2 separate regions of the Zea mays genome follow, and region 2 is linked to region 1. Evidence: chromatin contacts called from public HiChIP or PLAC-seq data. All regions are on one chromosome and are shown on one strand. The core of a region is the stretch at or near the end of the contact, and the rest is flanking DNA. Distances in the headings are between cores, read along the strand shown.

The links. HiChIP or PLAC-seq counts read pairs in DNA pulled down with a chosen protein or histone mark.
Region 2: a contact with region 1 is called in an H3K4me3 HiChIP or PLAC-seq map of leaf, with 7 times the contacts expected there. The contact joins the enhancer-like site here to the promoter of LOC100272511 in region 1. A contact is called at or near these places in 13 of 25 Hi-C or Micro-C datasets (bundle sheath, ear, endosperm and 4 more) and 2 of 3 datasets of contacts at active chromatin or transcription factors (leaf and seedling).

What each region holds. Positions count from the first base shown.
Region 1 is chr5:29,003,726-29,007,278 of Zm-B73-REFERENCE-NAM-5.0, forward strand. LOC100272511 reads right to left here and starts at 1,452. Exons shown (of 4, transcript NM_001348794.1): 1 at 1,111-1,452; 2 at 1-981. The coding sequence starts at 891.
Region 2 is chr5:29,073,697-29,077,358 of Zm-B73-REFERENCE-NAM-5.0, forward strand. No RefSeq gene overlaps it. Among protein-coding and RNA genes, the nearest start is that of LOC111589414, 4.1 kb to the right of the region's middle. Within about 2 kb of position 1,630, at least 18 of the 20 cell types and tissues checked have an H3K27ac peak or open chromatin away from gene starts, as enhancers often do. A contact at or near this core is called in bundle sheath, ear, endosperm and 5 more, where this site is marked.

The DNA of each region.
Region 1 (3,553 bases), core at 202-2,701:
AAACTCTGGAGTGCTAGCTCTCGGGTAGTACACCACCTCAAATGGCTGCCCGCTCGCGGCTAAGCTTGCGGCCTCAACAACGTCCGTGATCTCCACCTTCCCCCTGCCTCTCATGTACCCACCAGGACCCTTAGTGATCTTACCTTCCTCGTCCTTCAAGAACGCCGACAAGGCCCCGTACACCGGGGCGTTCCAGCCAGAGATGCACTCCATGCCACCACAGGACACCCGCTTGGCACGGCGTATCCCGACGCACAGCTCGCCATGCTCGGTGCGCAGGAAGACGATGGAGTCCCCGGCGACGAGCTTCTTCTGGTTGACGAACGCGCTCCATCCCGTGGTGAGCAAATGCCGGCGCGGCGTGCCCCGGAAAATGTGGCGGAACTTCCAGACCTCCCCGTGCACGTCCTTGGCGAGCACCGTCTGCACCGGCGGGTCGGCCCGGTAGTCGAGCTTGGGGAAGATGGTCTCGGCGCAGTAGCGCGGCACGGAGAAGCCGCCGCCGTTGTTGGCGTCGGACTGCGTGAGCGTCTTGGCGAAGGAGGACAGCTTCTCCCGGGCGTCCTCGGGGTCGATGCCGAACTCGCGGGGCTCTCCGAACTCCACCTCGCCGGGCGCGGCCGGCACGAGGCGGATCTTGGCGAAGACCTCGTCGGTCTCCGGATCGGCCAGGAAGCGCACCCCGGCGACGGTGCAGAGCACGAGCGGCGGGAGAGGTCGCGCCCGCGCCCCGGCGAGGTCCGTGGCGCCGCCGCCGCCGTGCGCGTGTTCCGCGTGGCCCTGCGGGAAGTAGTAGACACGGGAGCGCACGGGGGGCATCTGCACCATGCCGCCGGCGCACGCGTGCCACAGCTGCGGGTCAAGGCACCTCTCCTCGCCCGCCTCCTTCATGGCCTCCTGACCTCCTCGTCTTCGTCGTGTCGTCTTCCTCCACCGCCGCCACACCCACCAAACGCGATCACTGTCCAGCTGCAGAGCAACCTGCAACGTCTCCCGTTATTTGCGCGAACCCAAGTACTAAACCACCCCACGCAACCCCCACAAAACGGAACTGAACGAAAAGCACGCGATTGAAACGAAACGGACACAGACAGCAGGAGCGAGCGATACCTCCTCTGCGCACGCCCAGGGGTTCCAATTGGCAGATCATGAGGCGGCGCAACCGCTACTCCGGGAGAAACGCTCTGGCACCGGGCAAAGCGGAGTAGGAATGTACACCAGGGCCGGCATCTTCGCGGGCAACGACTCTGTCGTCGGTCCGAGGACACCACCCCCCCAAGCTTGCTCCGGCTGCCCCCGAGCCCCAGGAAGACGGCGAAGAATCGACGGCGGCGAGGCGGGGAGATCAGGAGGTTGACGGTGGTGGCGCGCGCGCTGCGCTGCGCTGCTACAGCGGCACACACAGTGGGTTGGAATTATGGCGAGGCCTCGGACGCCTCTACCTTGTTGTGGTGATGACTGATGAGTGGGCCGCTCTCCCCGCTGCAGCTGCAGTAGCACAGCACCACAGTCAGGCCCCAGTGTGGGAGCGCGACCCCACCACCGGATCCGCCGCGCCCGCGCGAACAGCGAACAGCTGCGCGGCACACGGGACAGCGAGTACCTACTCCCACCACCATCGGGTTCGGGAGAGCATGACCCGCGGGGCCCAGCCTGCCGGGCTGTCGGTGGGGTGAGGCCGGGCAACGCGCGGTGGTGGTTACTCCGTTCCGTTTTTGACGGTCGTGTCTGTTTGAATGAATTCATTCATTCATCCATCTCGAGATGATCAATCATCATCAGATCAGATGCCAGTCCAACAGCCTCCTGCTGGTTCATCAACTGGCCCACAGACTTTACTCGGTTTCAGACAGTGCGTGCCAATACTACTAGTAATGTTTGTTTTCTTTTTTATTAATTATGAAAGGACCTGACGAGGTACTGGAATAACACTTTTTTATATATTTTATTAGGGGCCAGCGAAATTTTCTGCGATCCAAACAGATGGGGGGCGCCCAGTGCATGCATGAAGCCAAAGTTGCCGCGACGGGGTCCAGCTGGACTGATGAAGAGCACACGCTGCTCGCCCCTGTGTAGAAAGCTCGCGCATTTGTGGTCTGGTCTCCTGGACAAGCAAGCAAACCATGACTGGAAACGGACCGGGTCATCATGTGGAATGTCCATTCGATCTCCAAACTCCTTACAGCGTGCGTGAACCGACGCACGCCGTTTCAAGCACATGAACTGAATCATGGGAGGCCATGGGCTAGGGCGGTCTGGCTCACATTTGTAAACGCGGCACACGATTGCATGCGGATTGCGGCGATTGAATTCGAGGGGTGGAACCGTCACCATATTGGTTTGCTTTATTCCGTACAGGCTTCTACTCCAGAGTGTTTTGTCCATATGAATTAGAGTTACAACAGTCAAGAACAACATGTGTGAGGAGGGGCGAATTTCGGCCCCGGCCCCCGGGCCACCTGGGCCGTGGCCCGGGACGAGCCTAAAAATCCTTTTATATATAGGTCTTTTTCAATCAAAAAATTAGTCTAAAATATATTTCAGCCTAAAAATGTGGTCTAAAAGATCTCCTGCTTGCACCGATCGAGCCAGGCGCTGGCAGCCTCACTCAGTCGCTCAAGTCACTAAAACATAGGCTCTTACAATTATTTCGCAAACATGCGTGGCTGTGTTTCCTACATTTGCCATCGGCACGCCGTCTCTATTCAGTCCTCCATCGCTCTCCACACCTTCAGGCTCTACGAATCCGGTAATGGCACAAGGCAGCAACCTCTGAGTTGGCCGGGCGGGCTCTGACTCAGGCATCCGCCACCGCCAGTCCGACCTCCACCTCCGTCGGCCTGCCTCCAGCGTCCCTTCGACCCTATAGCAATGACGCGCGCGGCCTGCACTAGCGCCGCGCCACCGCCCAAATCCGCCCTTGCCATTACATCTTCTCCCAAACTATACAACTTCCCCAACCTGATTCCCTTTCTTTTCTTATTCATAGGCGAGGGCGGAGCGCCTCCCTGGCCAATGGGCAGCGACCACCTGAGCGGCGATCGTTGTGTGCTGAATGTTGACTGTCTGCTGCTATGTGCCCGTGATTCTCCTCTATTGTGAGTAATTGTTCCCAAATGTCTGATTCACTTTTCCTATCTGTCACAGTTCCACTGAATTGTTTTAAATGTTTCTACCCTAAAGTGCGAAAAATTAAAAAACGAGTAGTACATCGTTATATTTGTAGAGTGGCCCGAGACGTTATTTTTACGGAGCTCCACCACTGTGTGTGAGTGTGAGTGTGAGTTATGCTGTTAGGTGGTGGCTAGCTAGGTTTTGTACATAATTTTAGATTTTTCTATACTATACTTAAAGTACCAGTTTCAACGGTCGTTCTGCGTCATTTTTTTACAAATAACCCCTCACATCTATTTGAAATTAACCTGGTCGTTCCAGGTTATTTTTTTACAAATAACCTACCAACCTCCACGTCCCAAACCACATCCGTCGAGTCATTTGGTTAAATCAGCATAAAATGTTAAAAAACGATGCAAGAGGTGGGGTTTGAACCTTT
Region 2 (3,662 bases), core at 380-2,879, 70 kb after region 1:
CTTACGCTGACGTCACCCGACAACCGAGGCCCGTCCAAGCGCACGTGGCCCCACGGCGGCAGCCGACAGCGACCCTTAATTCACGGGCGCGCGGTATTCCCCACCCACCCACGCCTCCCCGTCCCGCTGCTTTCCGCGGCGCTGTGTTTGCTTGCGTGCTGATGTGGCGCGGCCGCATCGGCCGATCGGCGGCGCGCGGTGCGTCTGCTCTTCGCCGCTGCGGATCACGGGGGGTGTCTGTCATCCGGAAGAGAAATACTCTGGTTCGCGGTCCTGGGTCCCTCGGTCGGACCGGGACGTGGAGGTGGGGCTGGAGCTGGACGTGGTCCGGGCGTGTCGTGTCCGGCTCCGGCCAGGACCACGTACGTACGATACGACGTCGCTGTAGCGTTCTCTGCAAGGACGCTTTCCTGTCGCGCGGCAGTGACGGTTGTTTTTTCATGTGTGCGCTGCTCTGGTAGCCGCCTGTCAGATACTCCAGTATATACAGAGGACACATACATCATGTACAATTATTTATTTACTTATTTATATGGTGCAAACGTACAATCAAATTATTCCAAGCATTTTCTTTAGACCTAATGATTTTCAGAAGATGCTTTTAAAATAAAAACATATACTAAAATAAACATTATTTAACGTTATCTGTTGGAGGCCTTCGTATTCCGAAGGTTCTTAAAAACATGATTAACAATGTTTTCCAAGTGTGATATATTTATAGGAACCTTCGGACTCGTAATGAAGATGTACACAATATGTAAAGCATGGTCGGGACGAATATTGAACCGGTTCCGAAGCTACGCGCAAGGAAGCTTCGGCTCAGCAGCAAAAAAAAAAAGGAACCGACTTAAAGAGGAAAATGCTATCTAGTCCTCGATAGATTGTCCTTAAGTCAATAGTAAACATAAAGGGCATGAATGTAATTTTACACAGCCTGCGCCCTGTGTCTATAAATAGATGTTCACGCTGACTTGTATTCATTCGTGTGTCACGCTTGGACTTTTACCTTCTGTCAAGCCGAAAGTACAGATGTAATTCAATATTTTTTATGTTCATTCATGATGATATAGTAAAGATATATTAACAATATCATATGGATTAATGTTATTTCTCATGTTTCATATGCTTCTTATTTCATTAATATATGCTACGATGATGAATGTACGTCCTTCATGACCTTCGTCTGAAGATCATTATATCTTACAGAGGATAATGCTTCGAAGGACGAAGAATTTTAACCATTAATATTTTATGTTGCCTTATTTTTAACTTATAGTATTTGAGAACAACTCACCAACATTATCAATTACCTATTACATTATAAATATGTGAACTAAACTGTACATAAGGGGTTATTTGTTTTGCGGACTCACAGTCACTTACCTGCTAAGCAAAATATCTTAGCCCCAGACGATCAAAATCGGACGCCTGTCTGGGAGCGCTGTCTCTGTCTGGGGAGAGACAGCTCTGGCGCGGAGCAAACCAAGCCGACCCTGACAAGTTACCAGGACACCCTATCATTGTATTCCTACGGTCTAGTACGTCCGACATACGAACACTACTGTCCACCGTACCACTGTTAACCGATCCACGCACTATTGCATCCGGCCAAGCCTTTTTGACTGTACAACCGGAACGGAGGCTCTGACACAGCACAGCGCGCACACAGTGCCCCGTTCTCCAACACCACGCCGCTCTACGTGTAGGAAAGGAAAGGAAAGGAATTAAAGGAACGGAACGGAACGGAGCTGAGCGTCTGCTTGCGTACGTATAGCGTAGCGACGATGCGTATCCTAGTCGTTTTCGTGTCCAGTTGGCGTCATTTATGCTGCCGTCCCCGTCACTGTCCCGCTACGCGACGCGACGCGGGGCCCGCCGGACCGGATCCCCCGGACGACCGTCCGTTTCGCTCTCCGTCGTTTGCCGCCGATGCCGGCGTTTCCAGTTTTGGCCCGCGTCGTTCGCTGCGGCGTCGTCGCGGTGCGTCGCATGACTGTCATGTGCGAGGGAATGGAATGGAAGAGACAAGGCGACATCATCCGCTGTTTCGGAGGTTGGTACTTGGATGGTCACGTACGTGTGTTGTGTTGGGTCATGATTTGGTGAGGTCAGTTTTTAGTAAGAGTTTCATGTCGAATAATTGATAGACATAAGCGTTTTTTAAAATAATGTTGATGATACGTAATGTTTTTAAGTTAAAAAAAAGAGTTTTACATGGATCAAAACTCTTTTTGGCACGATTACCGACATGAAATTAAATATTTATTTATAAAATTATAGTAAGAGTTTTACCTTAAATCTCTGCTTTATACCAACTACCATATATTCTATTATTTATTTCACCTCACTCTTACCGGCCTCCCACCGCGATTGCCTCCAGCCTCGCATCCGGTCCCACACTCCCACCTCTAGGCTTCCAGTAGCACGGAAGGGGGACGCCGCAAATAAAGTTTTCGTGGTCTCTCTCAACTTCACGGTATATATTGGATATGAGAGCATATCCTATAGGCAAACAAGTCATGTGTTCTCATACGCAAAATACATTCAACCCATCCGTCCAGTACCTAACAGTGCTGTGTTCTATTTTTAATGAACAGCACCAACGTGGAGAGCATAGGAGGACTTATTTGTAAAATGTCATAACACCGTTGGATATAAAACGGATCGACTGGATGCATTTTGCGCACGAGAACACCTGCCTTCTTTGCCTATCCATATTTGATAGAGTAAGCCGCTGCAGGAAATTTTTACTGCATATGTATGACTCGATCTGTGTAGCGTCTCATTTAAGGTTCGCCGGTGCAGATAGCCTTAGTCTCATTTAAGGAGTAGTAGCCTGGGAGGACTTGGGGAGTAGTACAAGAAGAAATCAGTGGCAGGGTTTCAAAGATTGCCTCGGGATCGGCAGTTTTGACCGCAAAGCATGCATGCATATGCACGCAGCAAGCGAGACGAGGTGGGCAGGCAAGGCACCGACGAATGATATTAAAAATCCTATCCTATTTACTCCAGCAATTTCTTCGGTGCGCAGCCAATGCGTGACGTCGCCCGGAGCTAGCGGTGCGGAGCTGACCCAACCTGGGGGGAAGGGGGGCATCGCGCGCCCTCGGAACTGCCGTCCGGAACTCGTATGCCTCCCGAGCCTGCACGGCTAGGGCTGGAAAATTAGCTCGAGGCTCGCGAGCCGGCTCGAGCTCGGAGCGGCTCGCGAGCCTCGAACGAGCTGAGCCGAGCCTCTTCTTCGAGCTCGTTTTTGCAGCGAGCCGAGCCGAGCTGGCTCGTTCCAGCTCGTGAGCCTTGCAAAAATGGTCAATTTATGGAATAATAATGAATATTAGATAATTTTATGGATAATAGCTTATTTTTTAGTATTTGATGATGAATATATTACAAGTTATCATTTAATTTACTCATAATGTAGAATGATGATTCTATATTTCAAATTTATATAATGTTAATTCACCAAATAATGCAACGAAAAGTACCAAAATATGGCTCGCGAGCCGAGCCGAGCCGGCTCGCGAGCCAAGGTCGAGCCGAGCCGAGCCTCTTTCACCAGCTCGTGGAATGGACGAGCCGAGCCGAGCTCGTTCAGGCACCGAGCCGAGCCGAGCTCGGCTCGGCTCGTTTCCAGCCCTAGAGCTAGCACGGCTATCCCAGCC